2 separate regions of the Bombyx mori genome follow, and region 1 is linked to region 2. Evidence: chromatin contacts called from public Hi-C data. All regions are on one chromosome and are shown on one strand. The core of a region is the stretch at or near the end of the contact, and the rest is flanking DNA. Distances in the headings are between cores, read along the strand shown.

Evidence for each region. Hi-C and Micro-C count contacts between places; a contact is called where the count stands out from the background.
Region 1: a contact with region 2 is called in a Hi-C map of posterior silk gland, with 5 times the contacts expected there. The contact joins the promoter of Inv here to the enhancer-like site in region 2. A contact is called at or near these places in 5 of 7 Hi-C or Micro-C datasets (middle silk gland, midgut, posterior silk gland and 1 more).

What each region holds. Positions count from the first base shown.
Region 1 is chr2:6,819,621-6,826,127 of ASM3026992v2, forward strand. Inv (invected homeodomain) reads right to left here and starts at 3,645. Exons shown (of 8, transcript NM_001043989.1): 1 at 3,417-3,645.
Region 2 is chr2:6,548,800-6,555,642 of ASM3026992v2, forward strand. LOC101739762 (AP-3 complex subunit sigma-2) reads left to right here. Exons shown (of 6, transcript XM_004933261.5): 6 at 1-1,432. Among protein-coding and RNA genes, the nearest start is that of LOC101739762, 9.4 kb to the left of the region's middle. Within about 2 kb of position 2,867, at least 6 of the 8 cell types and tissues checked have open chromatin away from gene starts, as enhancers often do.

The DNA of each region.
Region 1 (6,507 bases), core at 2,395-4,894, 270 kb after region 2:
ACGCATCACTGCCTCACGGCAGAAACAGGCAGGGTTATTACCTACCCGTGCGGACTCACAAGACGTCCTACCACCAGTAAGTAAAAGTTTTAAGAAAACTAGAGGTCCCGCAGTAGTCGAAATTCGACTATAATTAATTGGAATTGTAAGTTTGTACACTATTATGACTGTATTTTATACTTCTATAGTCACAAATTTCGCCAAGGCTACACTATAAAAAAATATTAATAAAGACAAACAATATTTAATCTATTCTCAATTTGACAACAGACGTCAAGAACAAAATTTTGACAATAAATACTATGCATGCGTGTGTGCGTCAAATACATGGTATGTAGTGTGTGTAATGTTTTCTTTATTGATTTAATGTATCTTTTATGCATTACTTAAAAAAAATATTAGCATTGTGCACTTCTTCTCTATATTCTCTATAAGTGTGGAAAATTTCATACTCCTCCGTCCGCGCAATTTTCGTAAAAAGGGATACAAAGTTTTTGCTTCACGTATTAATATATAGATCTCAGAAAACTCGAACGAATCCTCCCACATTGCGATATTCTCAAAAAAAAAACATAACTTTAGTGATTTTCTTAATCGGATACATCATGTTACTATAGTTCGTAATAGCCAGGCTAACTTTACGAAATATGACGTCATTTGAGGCCAAATATACGTAGCCATAGATCACACTAACACAACAATGCTTAATGCCATAAATTTCTTGACATGAATATTTACATTTGCCGAAACATATATACAAATAAATGGTGTTACATAATGATTATTAATGTGAGTGATAATATTTATATAGATACATATGAATCGGGGGGGAAAAAAGTATTTGTTTTATTTTTGCAATTTTACAAGAGTTTAAAATTTGGTAACAAATATCATAGCAAAAAAAAAGTACTTCTTCAGCTATTTAAGAATGGAGTAAACTTAATTGAAGTTCAATTAAAAACATCGAACTGTTGATGCTGATCTATACTAATATTATAAAGCTGAAGAGTTTGTTTGTTTGAACGCGCTAATCTCGGGAGCTACTGGTCCGATTTGAAAAATTCGTTCAGTGTTAGATAGCCCATTTATTGAGGAAGGCTATAGGCTATATAACATCACGCTAAGACCAATACAAGTGGAGCACCAATAAATAATGTTTCAAAATAGGGGTTTAAATAGCTCCTTAACATTATATAATTCAATAATATTTTCACTTTCTACGTAAATGGAGTGGGGGGTAAAATTTAGCGTTATGCCAAAGTAATTATTCCACGCGGATGGAGTCGCGGGCAAGAGCTAGTACAATATAGATGGTTAAGACTGATTAGTAACTAGAGTTTCATACTCCAATATTTTTATGTGTTTAAAATAAAACAATAATAAGTGTGTAACTTTACGAATTTAGATAAAAAAATACACAAGCTGAAGTAGAAAACCGTATTAAAAAACTAGTGAAGGTTTATTTATGTAATAAAAACCAAATCCGCAAAATTGTAATTTGCGTAATCACTGGTGGTAGGACCTCTTGTGAGTCCGCACGGGTCGGTACCACCACCCCGCCTATTTCCGCCGTGAAGCAGAAATGCGTTTCGGTTCGAAGGGTGGGGTAGCCGTTGTAACTATACTGAGACCTTAGAACTTATATCTCGAGGTGGGTGGCGCATTTACGTTGTAGATGTCTATGGGCTCCAGTAACCACTTAACACCGGGTGGGCTGTGAGCTCGTCCATCCATCCATCTAAGCAATAAAAAATAAAAAAAAGATTTAATAATGTCTTTTTTTAACCGACTTCAAAAAAGGGGGATGTTCTCAATTCGACTATGTTTTTTTTTATGTTTGTTATCTCATAACTTTTGACTGGGTGAATCGATTTTGATGATTCTTTTTTTATTAGAAATCTGACGCTTCCCGTGTGGTCCCATTTCAATTTGGTCCAGTTCTGATAATGGTATCCATGAGAAAACCGTATAAGTCTTAAATTTGCATTAAGTACGTGCGCGACAAATAGATGAATAACTCAATAACTCGATATCACGCCAACCGATTTCGATAATTATTGTTTTTAGTGTAGGTATATTAGGTGATTTGTTTTGGAATATCATTTTTTTTCTATTTGAAGTCGGTTTTTGTTAAAGCATGTCTATTTACAATTATATTATTGTATGTTTATTGCGTAAACTGTCTATGATATAATAAGCTCAAAATCTATTTAGAAATCATTATTAAAATATTCAACACCCGTCAAAAACTGCTAATATGGCTGTATCTTTAAATAAGATTAAATTTAATTGACATTAATGAATTTCGGTGAGCTAATTATTAATTATTATTACATTAATGTTATATGAGGGTGATAATTTCAAAACGCTTCAATTAGCGTGGTGCCTATGTTTGTATATTTTATCTGTATGTAAAGGAGTCTTTGAAAGTCATTTCCATTAACTCAAAGAGGTCCAATTAATTTGAAAATTAGTACACGCGTCAAGGACCTGTGACGATACAATAATATTATAACTTCGCTCTAACATCCTGACAGTTAATTAACAGGATAAAAAGCAGATGAAATTAATTGTTAATTCGATTTGCTATTTAGGCTAGTATCTTTTTTTATTTTTAGTTATTAACCTACATACATGATTTGGACGTCTTAAATCTATATATTAATACGTGAAGCAAAAACTTTGTATCCCTTTTTACGAAAATTGCGCGGACGGTGGAGTATGAAATTTTCCACACTTATAGAGAATATAGAGAAGAAGTGCACAATGCTAATATTTTTTTTAAATAATGCATAAAAGATACTTTAAATCAATAAAGAAAACATTACACACACTACATACTATGTATTTGACGCACACATTCATTCATACTATTTATTGTCAAACTTTTGTTCTTGACGTCTGTTGTCAAATTGAGATTAAATATTGTTTGTCTTTGTTAATATTTTATTTGTGACTATAGAAGTATAAAATACAATCATAATAGTGTACAAACTTACAATCCCAATTAATTATAGTCGAATTTCGACTACTGCGGGACCTCTAGTATTTTTAAAATTACAAACTGGAAACACACTAAAAATAGATCCTGCGTCAAAATTACCATTAAAATATGTTTTAATCGAAATTCATTCTTAAAACAAAATGACTATCGTTTGATTTTTTTTTTATTGAATTAAAATGGTTTTTTTTATGTTTTTGTAGCTACAAAAATATATTTTTTTATTATTAAAAATTGTAAATTCGTATCGCGCCGTGATCCCGGAAGTCGATTTAAATCGTAATATGTTTGTTTTTAAAGCCGTAACGAAACATTACGTGAAAGATTCGCGCGAACAAAAATCCGACTGTGGCACGCTTCTAAGAATAAAATATGCATAAAACGTGTTGTAATTAAGTTCAATAGAAACACTTACTATTATTTACCTTATCATTTGAACTTCATCGTGCAACCGTATCCTCAACAAAAAGCACTTTGAACTTTTCAATGCAATTCTTTACACACACACACCGTGCTTATCACAAAAACGGTCGCCTAGATTAGACGAAAAACAAAACTATTAACTAATTTATCGACTATCGAATGCGTTAATTGTTTTTATTAAACAATTGTTTTGTTTGAAAGGGATGTTGTGCGCGTGATCTCGAAGTCAGACTGGCGAATTGCGGGCTGAGCCCCTCCACTGTACCAGGCGTGGTCGCGCCTGCCCACAATTGGGCGGAGCGTGGTCGTAATACGCGTTTTTTTTTTCCTTTTTCCACCTCATCCTATTTATGCGGCCCTACCTTTGATTTTACATTCGTTGTTATTGTAATGTTCTCGTGTTTGTCGAATGCCTAATGACGATTGTGGAACTGTCTTCGGAGTTCATGACGAGCTTAATTGAGAGATGTCTGTACATATTTTTTTTATGAATATATTGAAACATATATGTGTGTATTTTTTTTTTGTTTGATAATTCTAAGATGTATTAATTTAGGTTTTCCTTAATAGATCTACACAATACGTTTGATTTTCAAACGAGTATTAAAATGTACTAGAAGTCCCGCAGTAGTCGAAATTCGACTATAATTAATTGGAATTGTAAGTTTGTACACTATTATGATTGTATTTTATACTTCTATAATCACAAATTTCGCCAAGACTACACTATAAAAAAATATTAATAAAGACAAACAATATTTAATCTATTCTCAATTTGACAACAGACGTCAAGAACAAAAGTTTGACAATAAATAGTATGCATGCGTGTGTGCGTCAAATACATGGCATGTAGTGTGTGTAATGTTTTCTTTATTGATTTAATGTATCTTTTATGCATTATTTAAAAAAAATATTAGCATTGTGCACTTCTTCTCTATATTCTCTATAAGTGTGGAAAATTTCATACTCCTCCGTCCGCGCAGTTTTCGTAAAAAGGGATACAAAGTTTTTGCTTCACGTATTAATATATAGATAAGCTTACTTTGTATTTTAAGTTGTGGCGAACAAATTGGCTAACGACCCGAATAGAATTAATTAAGAATTGGCTTATCTTGAGGCATGCTAGATTTTTATTTATTGCTTAGATGTGTGGACGAGCCCACCTGGTGCTAAGTGGTTACTGGAGCCCATAGACATGTACAACGTAAATGCGCCACCCACCTTGAGATATAAGTTTTAAGGTCTCAGTATAGTTACAACGGCTGCCCCAACCTTCAAACCGAAACGCATAACTGCTTCACGGCAGAAATAGGTAGGGTGGTGATACCTACCCGCGCGGACTCACAAAACGTCCTACCACCAGTAGATGTCGAAATTGTATTAGATATCTGCTATTCTGAAACCGATAATCAAGATTGATGCTGATAGTTTATTTTCTGTATTCTTCTTGAAATATCTAGACAGAAATTTCTAGGCAAAGTAGTTATCATGAAAAAATCGGTCGCTTAGCTGTTCAAAATAGATGCAATAAGAATTCGTTGTAGATTGTAAATTAGATAATTTGTTGCTAAGATGGAACAGCACACGGACGTGATCGCCCGTGGACATTAACAATGCATCAAAGCTTGTATGACGAAAGACATATCCAAGTGACAGACAGACAAAGTCACTCATACTCAGTTTTATTACTACCTAGATTAACTTACGGACCACTTGATGTTCATCGGCTGCCGGAGTCCATAGACATCACAGCGTGATGCCTTGAGACTCGAGGTCTATGCCTCAAATGCATACAACATATTATTATGTACAGGTAAACACATTGTCATCAACTTAAAAAGGAAACACAATGGCTTATTTTTATTTAAACAGTCCACCCTAAAACGAATTAATTCAAGATAATAAAATTTAAAAAAAACCCGAATTCTTTCACATCGGGGTGGTGTTTCAACGGAAGGGGCTCCTTTTTTTAATTAGTCAACATTTTTTAAGAGTTTCATTGCTTGTGCTTCGCTTGCTTTGCTGCTAGTTACTTGAAGGTAAGCGGATAGTCGGCTATGACTTGACTGTCTTCATATCGTTGTATTATTGAAAATTATAGAGGTAAATAGCTGTTTTTTTTTTGTTATTCGATGTTAGGTTCCTTTTGTTTTATTACTTAGATGTGTGGACGAACTCACAGCCCACCTGGTGTTAGTGGTTACTGGAGCCCATAGAAATTTACAACGTAAATACCGCCACTCACCTTGAGAAATAAGTTCTAAGGTCTCAGTTTAGTTACAAAGGCTGCCCCACCCTTCAAACCGAAACGCATTATTACTGCTTCACGGCAGATATAAATAGGGCGGTGGTACCTACCCGTGCGGACTCACAAGAGGTCCTACCACCAGTAATACACATACACGGTCTTAAATGGTGACGAGAACCCACAGATATCAACTATATAAATGCCACCACCCAACTTGAAAGAAGTTCTCGGTGGTTAATTGGTCCCCCTACTCTTCAAAACGGGAAAGCGTTACTGTCTTACGGCAGAAATAGGCAGCTACCCGTGCGATCTCAAAAGACGCCCTACAGTCAGTAATTCGCGAAGCAGTTACTCTTGAGTCGTTAGGTCTCCTTTGGAGGCGCTCGGGCAGCTGTCAGCAAATCCCTCCCCTCCTGGCTGAGCCTTTGCTCGCCCACCTGTCCTGGTGAAACTGGAAAGGCCTCCGGGCCACCAGTAATGCCTCAGACATAAAAAATTTGTAAATAAATCAACTACGCGAGTTTGAATTTTGATATAACTTTATTATATAGTTGATTCACATATACTTTGCATAAGAACGATTGTCTGGTATTAGAATTATGGGTTGTCTAGTAAATCGCCGAGTTTCCATCAAGGAGCACTCATAGGTTCAGCTCTGAAAACCGAAATACCCTTTGTATAATGTATCCACATACATACATACGGTAGGACAGCCGTTCTAACTATACTTGAGACCTTAGAACTTATATCTGTAGGTGGGTGGCGCATTTACTTTGTAGATGTCTATGGGCTCCAGTAATCACTTAGCATCAGGTGGGCTGTGAGCTCGTCCACC
Region 2 (6,843 bases), core at 1,617-4,116:
GCGTATGTGTGTATTGCTATTAGATTCTCTAATACTCTGCGTTTCTCCCAACAAATTCCAATAACTGAGTGATTGATTGATTTTTATTGATGTCTCGTCGTTAGAAGTAAAATTAGTAGGGAACAGGACTATTTTTACCGTAATTCTCACGCATTTTAGTTAATCGACAGCGCAATTTCTTTTAATGTGACGTCATTTGTGGCCAACCTAAGTGGGAAGATAACCGTAGGACGGAGAGAGAGAGAGAGTATTCCTTATTATACACCAAAAAACAAATAAACAGTGCGATACATTAAATACCAAAAAAAGTACAATTGGCGGTCTTATCGCTAAGAGCGATCTCTTCCAGACAACCATCAGGTGAACAAGAGTCATTTGGAAACGAACTACGCGCGGTGTACCAATCCAGTGAAATATATAATTATACATAATATACATATACGTACATAAAAAAAACATTCCAAAATATTATTACGATCGTTATTAAGAAAACTCAAACCTTATCTTTAACTGCATAGGTATCTATAATTTAAATTCGATTTTGTCGAACCATTGAACGATATTTCAGCCGCGAAATTCTCAAGTCAGATTCAATGCGGACATGAAAAAAAATCCGCGAATGTTTTAATTTTGACATTAGATAGTTCTTTAATAATAAATTCAATATTTTAAACTTTAATGAAAAATAATGATCGAAATTCGACCATAATCAATATTAAGTTTGAACATTACTAAGACCTTTAAGTCATGTCTTATTTTAATTTATATTCATATTTTTATGAAAAATGATATGGAGTGAAATGAAATGAAGATGGTTAATTTGAGACATTAATCAACTGGGATGAAATTAAATGAAATGAGATGATATGCTTTAAAATATAATCTCAGTAAAATGGTGGTTATTTACTAAGATTTTTACAGTGACTTTTTGGAGGATCTCGAGAAGTTACGTCCAGCGGCTTTGTTTCATTTTCCAACATTTGTGCACTTTCATAGATATTAAACAGTTAATAAACCACCATTATTACACATTTAAACCCGAAGAAACACTAAATAGACAAAATAAAACAAATCACACAACTTCACTCCTCGCGTTCCCGCCAAGAAGTCCACAATTTTTTTACTTCACGTATTAACATACAGATTATACTTGGCTGATAATACTAAACTAGATTCGGAATAAAAATACTTTTTGAATAAATTGGATCTGACGTCATTTTATTCGTAAAATATTAGCGCGATTATTGGTTAATAGTGAAAAATGGCGCCTGTTCCCGCCGAAACGTGTTTTTAATGTTCTTCTTCTAGTCAGATGACAAGAATTATGTGGCGTCGGGTAAATGGCGTTTAAAATCGTTGATTAAAAAAAAAAAAGATTTACTGTGTATATAAGTTTAATAAATATATTTTATGTTATTCCATGACCAATAAAGTTTGTTTTATTTTCAACTGTAATTGATTTGAGATTTTTGTGATATTCCTGGTTCTGCGCTTTAGTGAAATGGAAACTAATTTGTCGCCTTAGTAGTTAATATAAGGCGATAAAAAGCTATTACTTTTAACGGGCAACAAATATTATTGCATTATTTAGGCCTATTTTTTTCCCTACCTATGCCTGATAGCATTGAGAGGCTATTGCCCTAGCGTGTAGGTGAGCTCTCGGGGTTTAAACCGGAGGTGCTTCTAACACTGGCCTTAGCAAGAGCAGTGCTTTGCTGAATCAACTACCGATCGGAATCGCGACCCGCTGAGAAGATCCTTTTTTTTTTACTCGCCGAGCCCTTCGTCGCAAGCGACGGGTTCGGCAAAGACTGACCGGTGCTTGAGGTACCTAAAAGCATCATTAATCCAGTTTAGGCCTATGGCATAGTTTGCGTATTAAAAAAACAAATTTATGATATTTCGGTAACTACATGCTTAATTTTAACAAATTAACCCTACTCATATCGCATCGCCATCAACTTGCGAAATATTTCTGTGGACTTTGACATTGGAAGAGACGTGATATCAGCTAATCACGGGGATATGTAACCTGGACAGAAACGTATCAAATTGCGATCTCCCAGAAAACATAGAAAGAAAAAAAAAAAAAAAACAGTTAATCGACAAGTAGAAATTTCGAAGACATTATTTTTCCTAAAAAGTAGGATATTTTTTGATTAGCATGCCATCTTGTAGCGATAGAGCGAATTAAGTGAACTCAACGTTTTAATAATTGGAAATGTGGTGCTTTGATTTAGCGCCATCTATAAAACAAATTTGATAATATCTAAAACTTGAACTAGTTTTGCTACTCAGCACTAGGTGGCACTATTTAAAATATTTTGGTTGAACAAAACAGATGCCGATATTCAAGTCGTTCTTCACAAAATTGAGCATTGTTACCAATCTCAATTAATATGTTGAATTTTGCGGTTAAATTTAGTGATTACATTAATTCCTCGAATGAATATCTATATTTTATAAAGCATTTCTTATTTCGCTGCTTCCAATGTTTGACGATTTCATAGTCATTAGTCTTCTTCGATTAAGCCGTAAAATCGCAAAATCCGAAAATATTCTCGCATATTCTGTTACAAAAATAGGCAATTAAATTTAAAATATCTATACATATATTGAGAAAGACAAAAATACTTCTGTACTAATTCTCATATTATTATGTTCTCACACACTCTCACATAAAAACATCTTTTTTCTAAAATATCTACATGAAAGAATGTCTGAAAAATGATTCATAATTACACAAGCGTTGGACACAATGTGGCACTATTAAAATCAACTGATAAATTACAAGTAGGTACAAGCATCGCCTATTTATATTACCTATATGAAGTGATTAAATCGATAAGCTATTCGTGGCTAATTGAATTACCTACATTATTTACATACACACATCATCTGTACAGGTCGATACCTAATATAAATCAAACCGCACAATAGTCTATATTCAGACGCTCGGCATTTTAAACGCATTAACAGAGAGACGATATATCGACGGTTCGCATTCAAAGAGCTAAACTACCTGTAAATTGTCGAAAATTACAGTGCACTCGTGTGGTCAGCACACACGACTGAGAGGGTATGTTTAAGTAAACATTATAAGTTTAAGTTAACTTATATATTTATGATTCTAGAAAGTTACGTTTATAAAGTCGCATTCACGTGGATGATCCCTACGATGGTGGGTACCAATTTTTCTAATGAAATACGTACTTAACAAATGTTCACGATTGACTTCCACGGTGAAGGAATAACATCGTGTAATAAAAATCAAAACCCGCAAAATTATAATTAGCGTAATTACTGGTGGTAGGACCTCTTGTGAGACCGCGCGGGTAAGTACCACCACCCTGCTTATTTCTGCCGTGAAGCAGTAATGCGTTTCGGTTTGAAGGGCGGGGCAGCTGTTTTACTGAACTTGAGACTTTAGAACTCATACCTCAAGGTGGGTAGCGGAATTTACGTTGTAGATGTCTATGGGCTCCGGTAGCCACTTAACACCAGGTGGGCTGCGAGCTTGTCCACCCACCTAAACAACTAAAACAACGAAAATCTTTTGCACAGAAAGATGAGTTTTAAAAGGCAACCGAATATTGTGGAGGGCTCTTAAGGAACGCTGTAAGGGTCAGTCTGTGGTCGCCATCTGCCAATAAACGCTACTGACCAGCCGAACACGCGTCCAAATATAAAAACACGCAATGACACAGCTTAAACTTCGCAAGGTTCGCTTTTTTTGTTATTTCCTACCTATGCTGATAGCTTTGAGAGGCTATTTTAGCTTCTCCTTGACGTGTAGGTGAGCTCACGGGACTCTAAGCGGGAGTGTTGCTAACACTGACCCTAGCAAGAGTAGTGCTTCGCGGAATCTACTAACGGATCGGAAACGCGACCCGCTGAGAATATGCGGCGAGAAACTCAGTGGGCTGTGTCTGTAAATTATTGCTGCACTAGTTCCTTGTTATTAAAAGCCGCACACGGCACGCCCGTCTGACAATCTGCTTTCCTCCCGCACCGAAATTTCGACCGACAACGTGCGGCACTGTCTTGATCGCCTTCCTTACTGGTTCTGTTCGTTTATTATTTCAAGTTAACTAGCCGTACTCGCTGGGCATTTAAAATAACATTATTATTTATTGTCATTATTATTAGGGAGTCCAATACTCATATAAATATTAGTCTATCCATACATGTATTTTCTACATGGATACCAAGTTTCAAGTCAATCGGATGCACGGTTCAGTAGTTATAACGGACCATCCCTAAAAACCACTGTAGATTTATATATTAGTATAGATGTAGCTTTTGACACATCTTATCCGACCCAAGCGACGGGGCAACGGAAAGCCGCCATCGCCCAAAGCATGTCTTATCGGATCCTCCCAAACCACTTTCGGTGCTTTTAGGACCCTCAAGCACCGGTTACCGTTGACCGAACCGTCCGACAAGCGAACTAACCCATAGACACAGCCCACTGAGTTTCTCGCCTGATTTTTACTGGTGGTAGGACCTCTTGTGAGGCCGCGCGGGTAGGTACCACCACCCTGCCTATTTCTGCCGTGAAGCTGTAATGCGTTTCGGTGGGGCAGCCGTTGTAACTATACTTGAGACCTTAGAACTTATATGTCAAGGTGGGTGGCGCATTTACGTTGTAGATGTCTATGGGCTCCAGTGACCACTTAACACCAGGTGGGATGTGAGCTCGTCCACCCAACTAAGCAATAAAACCTACCACCAGTGATTACGCAAATTATAATTTTGCGGGTTTGATTTTTATTACACGATGCTATTCCTTCACCGTGGAAGTCAATCGTGAACATTTGTTGAGTACGTGTATTTCATTAGAAAAATTGGTACCCGCCTGAGATTCGAACACCGGTGCATCGCTTCAACACGAATGCACCGGACGTCTTATCCTTTAGGCCACGACGACTTCAAGCGTTTTCCCGGTCTAGTTCGAGGGTCCGTTTTCCTATTTAAATTCCTCGACTTTGCCCGGTTGGAATTTAGGATTCGGAAAGTACATTATTATGATTATTTAGAAGCCAATATAAGAGTTACGTTCTGATGAAAAGAGCATAGATTTTATCACGTAACATCACTATTCAAATACTTAAAATATACAATTCGCGCGCGCTTAATGACAAAATATCACACGGAATGCCGAAAAATTGGAGAGTTTTTTTTTTCTATTGGCGAACTCACAACAAAGCTTCATATTATTTAGGCACCGGCAATATTGTGACATACGTATACAGATTACAGTCCAACAATGCGTTGATTTACGATCGGGCGGTCCGTTTGTCCGTCTCCTGGCCGTCATAGGTGTCTTATACCTGGGTCCCGGGAGGCAGCGGTGCGTCTGAACGAGGGTGGTCTAAAGTAGTTGAAGTTAACGCGACAAAAGGTTTTTTTTTTCGAAGGCACCTTTAAGCTCTTATTAATGGTTTTCTTTGGTGTCGCCTGCTCTGTTTGGGGCTACGTTTGATCTTGTGTTGTAATCAAATCAAACCAAACAAAAAGAAAAAAAAATTTCAACACTAGCTGACCCGGCAGACTTCGTAGTGCCTCAATCGATAAATAAAAGACCTAAACTTTTGGTCTAAAATAAACTTAAAACAAACAAAAGGGAATCCGTTCGACAGGAGACACATTAAAGGTAAAACAAAATTGTTTGTTTTTATATAATTCTGAGCATTTTCATTTATTTATCTACCTTTTAAACCTTCTCTGGACTTTCACAAATAATTCAAGACCAAAATTAGCCAAATCGGTCCAGCCGTTCTCGAGTTTTAGCGAGACTAACGAACAGCAATTCATTTTTATTTAAATAGATAGAAGATAGATTAGAATTTTTTTTAATATTCATTTTTACAAGAGCTATTATAACGTACCTAACTATTTTTGCAATATTGAAATGCCCGGAGCGAGCAACTCATTCCCACTTTGTGCATTCTTCTATGGCCTTGGGTTGTGGTTTTAAATCGCTTCGCTACTGACGGTGGATTCGCCAGTCGGTGGAAGATAAGCGGTAATATAAGCTACTATGCCGATGTAAGGTAGGGCGATTCCTTTATCCAGATAAAATTTAAGCGGAATTACTGCCTAGGGGTAGAGGTCCCAAACGATGGTCGGACCAAATAGTGGAGGAACTGGTGATACCTGTCAGCGACGCACTCCACCAAGCTACAAAACGGGATCGCTGGAGACAGCTGGTTGATGGAATCAGACGGAGTCACGATCCTCAGCAGTGAGGCACCGACCGAAGAGAGAGAGAGACTGCTTCACGGCCGAAATAGGCGGGTTCGAGGTACATAACCGTGTGAGCTCACCAAACGCTTCACCACCAATAAGAAGGTCAAAGGATCTCGGGTATTCCGCGACTAAATTTGAAGCAAAAGAAAAATTCCTAAAATTCCAATTCCATTTTATAATATAGGAATCTACGAATTTGCATATAGGAATTCCAGGTAGATAATGTATGTTTCTTTAATCTATCTGCATTGCGATTCTCTAAAATTCAAACAAGAACTCGCATCTTAGTACGAAATTCTCCATCACTTCGCATTCGCAATGACCTTGATTTGGCATTCTGTGAACACTAGGTAATCTTAATTATCCTGCCTCGAGCGAAGTGAAGTGACAACGAAGTTTGTTTACAATAGGCAGAGCCAAGCAGCTGCCTACCGCTTAATACTCTCCACAAGCCTCGTTTGAAGAAGGACATGTCATAGCGCTCGGGAAACACCGTGGAGGGGAGCTCATTCCATAGCCGGATGGTACGTGGCAAAAAAGATCTCTGGAAACGCACTGTGGATGACCGCAGTGGCTCCAGGTAGTATGGAT